Linked DNA regions of Ovis aries: region 1 is linked to region 2. The links are chromatin contacts, called in public Hi-C maps. All regions are on one chromosome and are shown on one strand. The core of a region is the stretch at or near the end of the contact, and the rest is flanking DNA. Distances in the headings are between cores, read along the strand shown. Region 1 holds the start of JUNB (JunB proto-oncogene, AP-1 transcription factor subunit). Region 2 holds the start of IER2 (immediate early response 2).

The links. Hi-C and Micro-C count contacts between places; a contact is called where the count stands out from the background.
Region 1: a contact with region 2 is called in a Hi-C map of liver, with 3 times the contacts expected there. The contact joins the promoter of JUNB here to the promoter of IER2 in region 2. A contact is called at or near these places in 2 of 16 Hi-C or Micro-C datasets (blood and liver).

The regions. Positions count from the first base shown.
Region 1 is chr5:11,037,023-11,043,863 of ARS-UI_Ramb_v3.0, reverse strand. JUNB (JunB proto-oncogene, AP-1 transcription factor subunit) reads left to right here and starts at 3,943. Exons shown (of 1, transcript XM_027969552.2): 1 at 3,943-5,767. The coding sequence starts at 4,227. The coding sequence ends at 5,270. HOOK2 (hook microtubule tethering protein 2) reads right to left here and starts at 3,800. Exons shown (of 22, transcript XM_060415421.1): 1 at 1,219-3,800. The coding sequence starts at 1,242.
Region 2 is chr5:10,736,578-10,743,676 of ARS-UI_Ramb_v3.0, reverse strand. It overlaps IER2 (immediate early response 2), which reads left to right and starts at 3,912. Exons shown (of 4, transcript XM_060415413.1): 1 at 3,912-5,934. The coding sequence starts at 4,043. The coding sequence ends at 4,717. It overlaps STX10 (syntaxin 10), which reads right to left and starts at 1,156. Exons shown (of 7, transcript XM_042249846.2): 1 at 615-1,156; 2 at 353-458; 3 at 218-280. The coding sequence starts at 850.

The DNA.
Region 1 (6,841 bases), core at 2,694-5,193, 300 kb before region 2:
ACAAGGGAGCCTGGGTGCTATGACTTGCGGGTTCTCGCCCTGGCCTGCCCACTAGCTGACTCACAGGCAGCCCCCAGCCCAGTTTCCTGGTGAGGGCCCTGCCGGCCAGTGGGGCCAGGGTGGAGGGGGGGTCACCAGGCTATTTATAAGAAGGAGAAGTCCCTCCTGCCAAGGCCAAAAGCCCCAGAGAGACCCATGGGTGGGGGTGGGTAAACTTCCTCCTTATCCAGTCCCCCAGGTCCCGGGCTCCTGGGCATGAGGAAAGCCTGGGCACAGTCTCCTTAGCTAGATGCTTGTTTGAAGCCCATGGCCTGGGCAGTACCCAGCTGCTAGTCTGGGCACTCAGCACAGATAGAGGAGGGGGCTTTCCTCACACCCTCCTCATGGGACTGGCCTTGGCGCCAGTGGGGCGGCATGAGGGGGTGGTGCCCAGGCCACAAGGGTGAGACTGGCAGGGGCCTGGAACCGGCTGTACCAGCTCAGCTGGGCCCCCGCCCTCCCTCCTGGCCCAATCCCCACCCCCTGCTCAAACACTCGTGCAGAGAGCATACTGGTCTTGCCCCCAAACACACCAGCACCCCTCTGTCCTGTCCCCAACCCCCATAAAGGAGACCCTTTATGAAAGGGCTTGCAGAGCTTAGCATGCAGTTGGTACTGCATATATGCCTCTGTGATTGTGATTATCTACACAAAATTGGCTAACACTCTGGAGCCAGACAGCTCAGGTTTTAGGTCAACCCCAGGGCTTTGAGCTATGGGACACGAGGCAAGTTCTTATCTTGCTGTGCCTGGTCTCTTAAAGGGGGCTAATAGCAAATAGCATACATTTCACTGGGTTTTTGGAAGCAGGCAATGAGTTATTCTATGTAAACCACTTAGAAGAGTGCCTGGCCTATGGTAAGAGCTATATGTGTGTGTGTGTTAATCACTCAGTGGTATCTGATTCTTTGGGCCAGGCTCCTCTGTCCATGGAATTCTCCAGGCAAGAATACTGGAGTGGGTTGCCATTTCCTTCTCCTGGGAAGAGCCATATAAGTGTTAGCTATTAAAATAGTAATTATTTCTCTGTCTGCTTGTCTTAAGTGTCTCTGAGTCGTGCTGTCTGTCTGCATGACTCCAACCCTGCAGCTCTCCCTGCCCTAACCCCCACCCCCATACATCCATTTTTCCTTGCTGGGTCCTTGGCCTCCATCTCTACCCTCATTGGGACAGTCTCACCTCTCTCCAGGACTCCCCTGGCATGGCCAGCCTCAGCACTGGTCAGGGCTGACTCACTGTGGCCTCCTGGCCCGTGGGACCTGCAGGTTGGCTTCCTGAGATGCTGCCCTCTGGTCAGACCTGCCCAGCCCCCCAACGCTGCCCGCTGCACCCCCGCAGGGCCCAGCCAGATGTCAGCTGCAGTTATTAGCATGGGCGGGAGACACAGACCTGGCAGCGTGCCTGCCAGACTCAGCGGCCACTGGAATCTCCCTTGAGCCTAGGGCGGGGGAGGGGAGCAGTTCAAGCAAGGGAGGAGGGGAGGGGGTACCCAGGGGTCACAAGGACCCTCCAAAGATAGGGACACCCCCAGCTTCTCATGGGACCTTCCTCCCCAACGCGCCATTGCTCTGCTGGACTTCCCCAGCCCCCGCAGAGCTCAGTTTCTCTTTTGCCTTCTTTCCTTTTACTTCTCTCCTCCACACTTGGTGAACTCTGTGCTTGACCTGTAAAGGCTGGCTAGCTCCTCTCCCCCAGCCTTTCTCTGCCCTAAAGAAACTTCAATCTAGCTCCCCAAAGATAGAGGCTTCACTTTCTGAGAGACTTTGGTTCTAGTGGCTGGTATCCTATCTGCTTGGAAGTGCCACTTTTAGTCTAAATCGAAGCCTCGCCATCTAAACCTTCAATTATTCCTGGGGAAGGGGCTCTGGAGGGGTTCCCTCAGATGAGGGAGACACCTAGGGTGAGGGAATGGATCCCCCTTTAGGTATTCTGGATGGTGAGGAGTCCCCATACTAAAACAGGAGTCGGGCCCCTCACCCACATGAATGAAGGAGAGGGCACCGCAGCCCTTGCGGATGTATGTGCCAGACCTCCTGGCAGAAAGTAAGGGCACCCAGCTCGAGGTAAGAGGCAGCCGCGTCAGCCCGCCCAGGCGCCGGGGTCGCCTGGAGGCATTGGCCCACCCCCTCTTCGCCGTCGGGCTGGGGGCGAAGTCCGAACCAGGCCCGCGGGCAGGCGGGGACCTGCCAGGCTGGGTCGGGCCAGGCAGGGCCTGGCAGGACGCGGCCTCAGAGCGGCTGGGTGGGGCCGGGCCAGGCGGCCGTGGGGGCCCCGGGGGCGGCGGCCGGGGCTGGTCGGGACTAGCCGTCCAGGGGCCCGGGCGTGCCCTGGGACCTGGCAGATACCGGGGCCCTCGGCCCCGGGACAGCGCTAGACCCACCCCTTCCTGTGCCCTTATATGGGCGTCGGGGCGAGACTCCGGGGGCCGCCCCGCCCCCAGTCCGGCCAGCGGACTCCCGCCTGTTGCCATGGCAACCAGGCCCCGCTCCCCAGTGGGTCCCCCTTCCTCGGGCTAGTGGAATCGTCCGGGACCGCCAGCCTCCGCCATTGCCTGCGGGCTCCGAGGACTGAACCATTACTGGGGTGGGGATCGGTGACTGGAGACCTCGGCAGCTGGGCTTATTCAGCGCCCCTGGCTTCCTCGGGGGTCGCCTGCTCAGGTTCCTCTTCCGAGGCGCTGAACCCCGCCGGACACAGGGCGGGGTGCCTAGTCCCGTAGGATTCGAGTGACGGAGGCAGGGCCGGGCTCCGTCCCCCGGGGCTGTTGCCACACTTCCTGCCGCGGCGCTCTTTCCCCAGCCTGTTTCTAAGGAAGGAGTGGGGTTGGGCGACCGCGCCCCAGCCGTCGGGCTGGGTCTAGGCACTGGGAGCCGACACGGTGCCGGTCAACCTCAGGGTCACTAGGGGAGGGCTTTGGGGTGGGGAGTATACAGGCACCCACGAGAGGGGAGCCGATCATGGAAGGTCCCCAGGATCCTCAAAGACCCCTCCTTCTCTCAGGTCTCAACCGGGGACCCTCTCAATATCATCTCAGTTCTGAAAGGGTGCCTCGACCCTTCTAATTCTATCCTTCATTGAGGCTTCGCAGATGACCCCAGTGACCCCCAACCTCTGACAATCTTCTACCGCACGTATTTTCCTTGCCTCAGTGTACCCCAGGACCCTCACTCACTTTATGCGTTTCTAGTTTCTCTCAATGCCTTCCCCTTCCCGCTTGTCGGGGACTCTGTCTCTCTCCGGTGGGCTCCAGGACCCCGACTCATTTTTTGCATAGTGGACCCTCCAAACTCTCCCGGGTACACTTTTGATCTCTCCTCCTTATTTCACCTGGGTTCAGCTCCTCCCGGGAAAATTCCAGTCCCTCAACCATCCTGTACCCAGGACCCCCACTCAGTTTCTGAGTCAGATGTCTCCTCCCCCGCTTCCCCATCTACCTTGCTGTCTCTCCTTTGCGGGGTCTCTCAGTGTATTCTCAGCCCTCCAGCACCTCTGAAAGACTCCAGATCACTCAGGCCTTTCCGCGTGCATCCCGGGACCACCCCCTCCCCCCAACACGCACACACTTGCTCAGTACCAATTTCTCGTATCCCTTATCGCGTACTCCAGGGAAATCATCACCCTCCCCGAAACCTCTCCCGGTGTGCCTCGGATCGCCCCAGCAACCCCTTCCTCACGCACCCTAGGGTCCTCTGGCCCCTCCCCCTGCAGGCGCTCCGAGCCACCCAGCCCGTGGCCGCTGTTTACAAGGACACGCGCTTCCTGACAATGACGCGAGCCGCCTCCTCCCCTTCCCCACGCTCCAGAAGGGGGGTGCGGGGGCCTGGCTCCGGTGACAGCCAATCAGAGCGCACTTCCGTGGCTGACAACCGCGGTATAAAGGCTTGTGGCTCTGGCGGAGCGGCCGGGACCTTGAGCACGGCCAAGCCAGCACCGGAGCCAGCAGGGAGCAGGGAGCAAGGGAGAAGCGACACCAAGAAAACGAGCGCGCTAGAGAGGGGCAAAGGGGCTCGAGAAGCCGCACAGCTTCCTCGCACAGCCTCCGACCGGCCTCTCCCGACCAGTGCCAGCCCTCAGGAACGTTCGTCCAGACACCCGATACAGGCACAGCCGCGGACTGCGCGCGGCTAGCTGCAGCGAGGCCCGGGGCGGCCCCGTAGGGACCCCCTCAGACCGCCCGGGCCGCCCGGATGTGCACTAAAATGGAACAGCCCTTCTACCACGACGAATCATACGGAACAGCGGGATACGGCCGGACCCCGGGCGGCCTCTCTCTACACGACTACAAACTCCTGAAACCCAGCCTGGCGCTCAACCTGGCCGACCCCTACCGAAATCTCAAAGCACCTGGTGCGCGGGGTCCTGGCCCAGAGGGCAACGGCGGAGGCAGCTACTTTTCTAGCCAGGGTTCGGACACAGGCGCGTCACTCAAGCTCGCCTCATCGGAGCTGGAGCGCCTGATCGTCCCCAACAGCAACGGCGTGATCACGACGACGCCCACGCCCCCGGGACAGTACTTTTACCCCCGCGGGGGTGGCAGCGGTGGAGGTGCGGGGGGCGCAGGGGGCGGCGTCACTGAGGAGCAGGAAGGCTTCGCCGACGGCTTTGTAAAAGCGCTGGACGACCTGCACAAGATGAACCACGTGACGCCCCCCAACGTGTCCCTGGGCACCAGCGGGGGCCCCCCAGCCGGGCCCGGGGGCGTCTACGCCGGCCCGGAGCCTCCTCCAGTCTACACCAACCTCAGCAGCTATTCTCCGGCCTCTGCGCCCTCCGGAGGAGCCGGGGCCGCCGTCGGGACAGGGAGCTCGTACCCGACGGCCACCATCAGCTACCTCCCACACGCGCCGCCCTTCGCCGGCGGCCACCCGGCGCAGCTGGGCCTGGGCCGTGGCGCCTCCGCCTTCAAGGAGGAACCGCAGACCGTGCCTGAGGCGCGCAGCCGCGATGCCACGCCGCCGGTGTCCCCCATCAACATGGAAGACCAGGAGCGCATCAAAGTAGAGCGCAAGCGGCTGCGAAACCGGCTGGCGGCCACCAAGTGCCGGAAGCGGAAGCTGGAGCGCATCGCGCGCCTGGAGGACAAGGTGAAGACGCTCAAGGCCGAGAACGCGGGGCTGTCCAACACTGCCGGCCTCCTCCGGGAGCAGGTGGCCCAGCTCAAACAGAAGGTCATGACCCACGTCAGCAACGGCTGCCAACTGCTGCTTGGGGTCAAGGGACACGCCTTCTGAGCGCCCCCTTATCCCCCGTACGGACATTTCCCCAACCTGGACGGCTGGGCGCACGCCTCCCATGGGGCGAGGGGGCAGGCGGTGGGCACTGGCCCCGGGGCCTGAGGGCGCAACTAACCACACTGGACTCCTGCCCGCCCGCTCTGCGCCCAGTCCTTCCACCTCAACGTTTACAAGCCCCCCTTCCACTATTTTTTTTTATTTTTTTCCTGCAGAACTCAATTCATATTGAATATAATATATTTGTGTATTTAACAGGGAGGGGAGGAGGGGGCGATTGCGGCGGAGCTGGCCCCGCCGCCCGGTACTCTAGCCCTCGGGGATACTGGGGAGGGGACCCCCGCCCCCTGCCCTCCCCCCTCTGCACCGTACTGTGGAGAAGAAACACGCAGTCGGTTTCTAAAGGAGTTATTTTAAGCTGTGTTTATGTGTGAGTTCGTTTATTGTCCTTACTTTTTATTGAATCTATTTAAGTAAAAAAAAAAGTTCTTTATTAATTTCTGTTGTCTTTTTTTCAAGCCGGCCAGGGGGGAGGGAGGGGAGTACTGGGCAGCCCCCACCCCACGGCTGTTTGTGGCTTGCTCCTGTAACTGTGTCAACCTCGCCAGTTCTGTTCAGGCATCTTGCACCCTCAGCCGGGTGTCCAACCCTTCTGGCGTCTCCTGATCTCCCGGATTGGAAGGTCCAGGGTGTGTACACAGTCCAGCCACCCTTCCCCCCCCCCCCGCCCCCAGGGCCAGGGGACAGGATGCCTTGGGCAAAACGCTCAGCGCGCAGGCGCGGCACCTCCCAGCCGCGCGCGCCGGGGCTTTCCCCGCTGACGCTGCGGAAGCGCTGTCCAAACATGGGCTGATTCTGCCCAGTGACGCGACGGCGGTCTCCGGGCAGATTCCGGGAATCCCCTCCCCCGCTCTGCCGGGCAGGGCTGCGGCGCCGGGAAGGGGGCCGGGATTTTCCCAGGCTGGCGGCTACCGAGGCCCGGAAAGCCCCAGGCCTGGGTCCAGAGCGTCCGCGGTGGGCGGGCCGCGCTCCAGAGCCCCAAGAGCTACCCCAGAGTTTCCCCCATCGGGCTGGCCCCTGGGTCCTGCCCAGCCCACGCCCGCTGCATTTGACCTGACCCGGGCGGGGGGATGCAGTTGCCTGAGCGTCGTTGCCACCGCGATCCCCTCCCCACCCCCGCCAGGAAGGGCGGTGCCCGCCTGCCAGTTTCCCCTCCCGGGTGCCAGGCCGGGAGCGGGGCGACTGCCAGGTCTGGTCCTGCCGGGGCGGCTGCTCGGGCCGCCGGGCGCCGCCGCCGCCCTCGCACGGGGCTGCCTCCCCCGCAGCTAGGACGGGTGGGAGGGCGGCTGGCGAGCCCCGATGGGGATCTGGCAGGCTTCGGAGCTGGAAGCCCCCAGAACAGCAGAGAAAAACACAGACCGAGAAACCAGGCCACAGGACCTAGGTGCCGTAGAACAAACGCTCCATTAATTTGTTTATAAAATACTGAACGACCCGGTCCTGGAGTCACTAGCTAGACCAGGGCAGACAGACTATAAACAAGCAAACATGATTTGGAGATGGTGGTTAGT
Region 2 (7,099 bases), core at 2,663-5,162:
AAGGATTATACACACAGAGAGAAATCAGTTGTGCTCATCCAGAAAGAGCAGGCAGGTGGACAGCATGGACACCACTGGGCACGAAGATGAGGACCGACGCGGAGGGACAGACACACGGGTCCCCAGGAGACAGGCGAATGCACGGAGGGGCCAGGCTTGCACTCAGAGGACCACACTGAGACACAGGGTGTGAGGGCACTAGGTTGGAACGCCTTACCTCCCTGTTATTCCTCTCCATGAAGGCTACGGCTGCCGGGCTGACCATATGGTCCTTCATTTCCTACAGATAAGGACAGCATCAGAGAGTAAAAGACGCCCTAACCCTCCTCACCCCATCGGAAACACTCTTCACCTGCACTGATTCCCGCATCCTCTGCACAAACACCTTTCTTTCCTGCAGGTCTCCGGCTGGGAGCTTGAACTTGCCGGGGTTGGCTTCCACTATGCGTATGCGGCGAGTCAAGAGTCAAGGCCAGAGCCCAACAGAACGTGCGCCCTCCTATGCCTCAAAGTCCTCAACACCTCCTAGGTGTGCAGCCTCCTCCAAGTGCTGGCTCTCAGCGCCCCCTGCCCCTGCAATGGACTCTCCCCTGCCACCCCACCCCCCAGGATATCAATGGTTTCCTCCAGGTCTTCGAGGTCCCACTCGATGCTGCGCAGGCCGTTCCGCAGCTCGTTGGTCGTCCAGTCCAGCTCCTCGCGTCCGACCACCGCGCTCTCCTGCAGGAGCTCGCACCACCGCTGGTACAGCCCGCGGGCCGTGTTCACCGCCTTCTGCACCTCGCTGCGGGCAGGGGCACAGCGGGCGCGGCTGGCGGGGTGGGGAGCAGGCGGTCCTTCGGCCCACCATTACGCCCCCAAACAGGTTGGGAGCTCAGGAGACCCTCATATACCCCTGCGGACCCCTCCCACATGGCCACGGGGCGATCCCGACGGCGGTGCCCAGAATGCCTGACATGCACCGGCTGGCACGCGGGCACTGGTTGACAAGGGGACACAATACCCCGTGTCCTCCCGCATCGCTGTCACTCACCCTCGGACTACAAAAAAAGGATCTTCGAGAGACATGTCACGCCCCCCACCCGCCCGAGGCCGAATCCCCTCCCTTCTCGGCTTTGGAAGCTAATTCCCTCCAAGAGGTGCGGGACGCGCCGTCACCCCGCCCCCCGTCACGTGGCCCGTGCCACCATCGAGAGCGGGGCCGCCAGGGGAGAAAGAGTGGCCCTCGGCCCGAAGTGCGGAAACATCCGCTCTCTCTTCTGTCATCTTGCTTGTGGGCAGAGACGGTTTCCTGTCTGCACGGACCGCCCCTTCGCTCCCGGTCCCCAGCAGTGTCCCAGTTCTATCTGGCTGGGTTCGACCCAAGAGCTCCGAATCCATCGGTTCGAGACCCAGCCCCTCGGATTTTTGCTGCGCAACCTCACTTTTCCCTTCCGAGCAATGTACATAATGTCTCCTTCAAAACAGGCGAGATGATGGCTGGGGAAGGGGCTCATTCATTTGTGGGCCATCGTTATGGACTCCTTGAGCCTGCACCCAGACCCTGTCCTAGGAGATGCGAGATGGTCCCAGGCCAGGGTCGGAGTGGCAGGTTTTGGGGCAGGCGAAGTGCGGGCATTCTCTGTGAGGTTCTGCGGAGACTCTTCCCCTCCTCTTTTTTCCTGCAGAGGAGGGAAGCCTCGAGATTGCCCTGGGGCGGGTTGGCCCTGAGCAGGGGCCCTAGAGAAGCTTCGGGGAGTGGGGGTGGGGGTGGTGAGGTCTTTCTCGGTGTGACCCTTGGGGTCGCCGGAACGGGTGTGGTGGTGGCTCTGAGAATGATCTGCGGGGAAGTCCTCTGCGTGTGAGGCAGGGCCGGGAAAGTCTGGCGAGGGACTCATAGGATTGCCGCCTATGTGACACAGCCCTTCTGTGTGGGGTCGCCGGGAAAATCAGTTTTTTATAGGAGGGAAGCAGTTGTCCCCTGTGTAGGGTCCGGATTTCTGGAGCGGACGTCTGAAGAAGTCCCTGGAGGGTTGCCCCTGTTGTGCGTCAGGGAGAGCATCTAAGCTGGAGATGTCGTTGTGAAGTTTCGTGGAGGGAAGGGACAAAAAATGGGGGCGTCCTCAGTAGGTTGCCATAATATGTGGAAGGATCGCTGAATGGAGATAGTTTGGGGAGTTTTCTAGGCGAGAGAATTCTTGCTGAGTTTCCCTGTGCCGGGGTTGGGTGTGGAGGATCTGAGCATGCTCCAAAGGTGCATGAGATCAGTGTTTGGTGGAGGTGCCGAAATACATGAAAAGGGGTCTGGGAGTTTCCATAGGAGGGGTGGCGAGGACAGGAATGTAGTGACCCTTAGGTCCTTAGGGAGTAGCTGCTTGTGTTGGCAAGGTCTTTGTGTAGGTCTCTGGGAGATGGCTTCAAAGTGAGCCCACCGGCAGGGGGCTTTCCCGGAAAGGTGCCACACCTTTCTGGCCTCCGGAGGGAAGGAAGCGAAACTTTCCTCTTACTCTGCGCCGACCTCGCTGGACGCGGCTCCGGAAACCGGGGGCTCCAGCCAGCTCTAGCTGCCGGTAGAGGGAGAGCGGGGCGGGGGGGCTGCGGGGTGTGGGGCGTGCAGGGAGGCTAAGGCACCACCCCCGCTCATCCGGAAGAGGCCGGCTACGGTCACGTACAGCGATCCCGGCCCTTGTCTTTATAAGGGCATCCGGAAGCGGCTCGAGCTTGCCCTACGTCACTACTTCCAAATTTAGTTGTGGAAGTATGGCTGATAGAGTGGCGGGAAGGTTCGCGCACCGGTGTGGAGGGGGCGGGGGAGCTTGCCCTTAAAGAGCCCGCACTACGAATGAAGGGAGCTGTTCGAACAATTTCGCGGTTTTTCAGGAACTGGAAATAATATTTCTTGCAATCTTAGTGCGTAGCAGAAGGTGGGGCTGATGTTTTCTATCTATCTGCTCTATCTCTGTTTCCAAGTCCTAATCCAACTCCGCCTCCCCGGGAGCAGAGGCGGAGCTCGGCTGCGTCGTTTAGGGGGCCACAGCCACGTGTTCACTCGTCCTGTGTTGCTGCCGGGTCCTCCGCCTTAGGGCATGGACGCCCACGGTGGATTTCGCGAGGAGGGAAACTGAGAGGGATGTTGGATGCGGAGCACAGAGACTGTAGCTTAGGCTGCGCTCTTGTCTGCAGACATCCACCTCCCGTGAAGTGGACAACTTTGCCCTAGACCCAGGCGGTGTGTCCCGCCTTCTTACCGCCTCCAAACAAGGGGAGTGAGGAGGGTGGGCGGAGGCTGGCAAGACAAGAGTGCTGGAGACTCCACTGGTCCCCTTTCACCGCAGTGGCTCAAGTATTCGTTTAGCAAATATTGGACGAGTCACTCGCCTAAAGAAGTAAGATACAACTACTCTACGAGTGGAAGAGAGAGATCAATGAGATGTTTATGATAGGAAAGCCTTTAGCGCCTGGCACTTAGCAAGTGCTTAATAATTGTTAGCACCATTGTTGATTTTTTAAAAACACGTTAATTAGGCTCCTGGTGGATGGTAGACAGTTTCCACCGGGGATCTACCGTTTGGAACTCAAGTTTTCTCAGGTGCGAAGGTGCAGCCTAGGACCCGCTGGGGTCTCCAGACACAACCGGTGGGTGGGCCCTGAGCACCACCCACGGCCCTCGCCCCCCGCCCCCCGCGGCCTGCGCGCGGGTTCAGTGAGGGGCCCGGAAAAAGCAGACCACCCCGAGAGTTCAGCTTGGACTGGGGGACGCTTCTCCTCACAGGAGTTCGGGTCCCTTTTCTCTCAGTAAATCCCACTCTGTCGCTTTAAGGAGTCTCTCGGCGAGGCGTCGCGGAAAGCCCGGATGCGGCTCTCTGATTGGGCGGGGCGTCTCGGTGACTTCACTCCTGGTACAAAAGGGCCCGGGTGGCGGGCGCCCGGGCAGAGCGTCCTGGCAGTGTCTCCGCGTGGCTTGTCCTGCTGAGAGTGGCGTGAACGAGCGCGTTGTCCGAAGTGCACCTGCCACCTGCCGTTCCCAGCCGGGAGTCCCTGCCGCCCTCGCCCTCGAGCAGCTATGGAAGTGCAGAAGGAGGCGCAACGGATCATGACCCTGTCGGTGTGGAAGATGTACCATTCACGCATGCAGCGCGGTGGCTTGCGGCTGCACCGGAGCCTGCAGCTGTCGCTGGTCATGCGCAGCGCCCGGGAGCTCTACCTCTCGGCCAAGGTGGAAGCCCAGGAACCCGAGGTGCCCTTGCCGGCTGTCCGCTCCCCTGATCCTCGCCTGCACCCTCCTCGGGAAGCGGAAGCCGCAGCCAAGGCAGCGACCGGCAACGGCGAGCAGCCCTCTCCGGAACCCATGGACACCCAGGAGGCACCGAGAGCCAAGGAGAGCCCTGCCCGCTGTGTCCAGCTCCCCGCCAAAATCAGCCGCAAGCGGCGGAGCAGCAGCCTTAGCGATGGTGCGGACGCCGCTCTGGTCCCGAGCAAGAAAGCCCGCTTAGAAGAAGAGGAGGAGGAGGAAGGGGCGTCTTCGGAGGTCCTTGATCGCCTGCAGCCCGCTCCGGCGCAAGCGGAGGGCGCCTTCCCCAACCTGGCGCGCGTCCTGCAGAGGCGCTTCTCCGGCCTCCTGAACTGCAGTCCTGTTGCCAGCCCTCCGACGGCGTCCCCGGCGTGCGAGGCGAAGCCGGCTTGCCGCCCGGCCGACAACATGCTCAACGTCCTGGTGCGGGCCGTGGTGGCCTTCTGAGGGTTCCAGGGCGGCGCTACCGGAGCCCAGAGCGCCGAACCGTCGGCCAGAGTACGCAGACCCGAGGCGAGGCCCACCCCCGGGGGAGCGCTCGCGAAAGCCGTGGAGAGGAGCAGTCGCCCGGGCTGCCCAGAGGCCCCGAGAGGGACTCTGCCCCCGGGGAGCCGTCGCTACCTGTGTGGAGCGGCGACGCCGAGGAGCCCGAGCCGGAGGCGCGGGCGCCTTCCCCCCAGACCTGCTGTTCCCATCGGTGCTGTTTTAACGGACTGGGAGGTGAACCTCACCGACTCCTGGAACTGGGAGAAGGGAGGCTTGGTTCTTGAAACTCCTCAGGGTCGGACTTTTTTTTTTAAACTGGGGGCTATGCTGCCCTTTCAATAAGGTTTTTCAATCGTCGGTGTTTGCGTTTCTAACTTCAGAGAATTCCAGGCACTCCCCTTCCCCCTCCAGTGACATACTTGTGCAAGCGGTCATCGTTGCGTCATGGGGCAGACGTGGGGAGCTTCCTGCTGCCGTGCGTGGGTGGGGGCCGGGAGGAGGACCTGGGGTGTGGACCGCCCTGGGGAATGGGAGGAGGGCGGCCTGAGTCACTGCGCCTTTCTGCGGGTTATTGCCCGAAGCCCCTACGCCTCCGGAGGTAGAGGGCTGATCTAATTTCATTTTAAAATTTTTTCTCATGTGGTGCGTTAGAGGTGGGAATATTGTTCACCGTCTCAAGCTTGACCCACAGAAACGATCAACCCGGACGTTCCTGGTCTGAATCACAAAAATGGGGGTAGCGCTGTAGGGCTGAGCTGGGATCAGTGGCGGGCGAGACTGGCCAGTTTGGGGGAGGCGGGAGATTCTCTCTCGCCAGGGCATTTTGGGTTTCTGTTTGCCTTTACTGGTGGATTCTGGTAACTCCCTCTATCTGGCCTTTTTGCTAGAATCGCCAGATAGGAAAATAAAGACCAATTGTATACAAAGTCTGTGCAGCCTGTCTGGTTTTCTTCCCTGGTGGGGGAGGGGCAGGGTTAAAGGGTCAAGAGCTGGCGGCGGCTTGCTGGGGCCCCAGAAACCGGTCTGACCGCTACCACGTGGGCAGAGTGGGCGGGAAGGGGCCGACCCCTTTTCTTTGCCAGAGCGCTTTCGTGCTGGGCGCCTGGCGCTCCGACCTTTTCTTAAACGTCGCACGTTTGGCGGGATCTTGGACACACACCCCCTCCCTACAACTCTGGGTGAGAAGGCTTTCCGAGTTCAGATGTTTGGGGGATACTGCTGGGTACAGTGACCCTAGCCGACTTGGGTATCAGGCCTCCTTTGGAGAATGGAAGGATAGCTACCCTCCCCCCACTTGATTAACTGAATCGGCAGGGTTCCCAGGATTGGGGTGGGGCTGGACTGGTGAGCTTTGGAGCGCCCTTTACGCCCAGTTCCAGTCTCGGGCAGCGTAACTGTGTGGTTCAGGCAAGGACCTGAGCTTCCAGCCTCAGTTTCCTCATACGCGGAATGGGCCCCAGCAACTTCCCTTCGAGACTGTGGGTTTAGAAATACCCGCGGGAGCACTCGTTGACTTTGGCCCCACCCCATCCCCAGGTTCGCCACCCCGAGAGAAAACCCTGACAATTTCCCCAACGCCAGTTCAGGAGAGTGACAGTCGGGGTTGCCCCAGGGGGTGGGGGCGGGGGCTGTGGGGAGGACAAAGGAGCCGCAGGTGCGGGGAGTGAAGGCGGGGGCAGGCGCCGGGAAAGCTCCCGCCCCGCCTCCAGACGGCCGGCCCCGCCACTGCGGGCTTCCTGAGACCCGGGGGACCTGACCCCGAGGTCGGAGGGGAGGAGGAGGAGGGCGAGGTGGAGGGGCGGCCCTGCCCCAGAACGCCCGCCCCTGGCTCCCCTCCAGGCTCGTTCACCCACCGCACCCCCCTTCCCTGTGTCCATCAGCCTCCTCCCTCCTAACCCCACCTCCCACCCTTCACCCCAAGGGAACCTCGCCTCCTCCGCAGCCTTCCCTCCCGGGAAATGAGACTTCAGTTGCCGCCCACTCGGGGGAACCGACCCACAACTCCCCAAAGGGATGTAGCGGGGGAGACTGGAACCCCACACTACTGGCGGTAGCTCAGTGCGTCCTCGTGGGAGCAACTCCCTCGCGAACCTGGCCCGGCCCGGGAAGTCCCCGGCGACTGGGGAGGGGGCATCGCCGCGCATCCTGTCGCAGGAACCGCCTGGTGCTTCCTTCCGCGGGAAGCTGCTAGGCCGACCCCCGCCCCCGCCCGGGCCGCTTAGGGGTTTCCGGCGCCCGGTCGCGGGGGCTGAGGGCTGGAGACGATGCCGTGGGAGATAGGACGAACACCCCCCTACACACATACATCCCCTTAATACGTTCCCCTTCCTAAGACCCCATTTC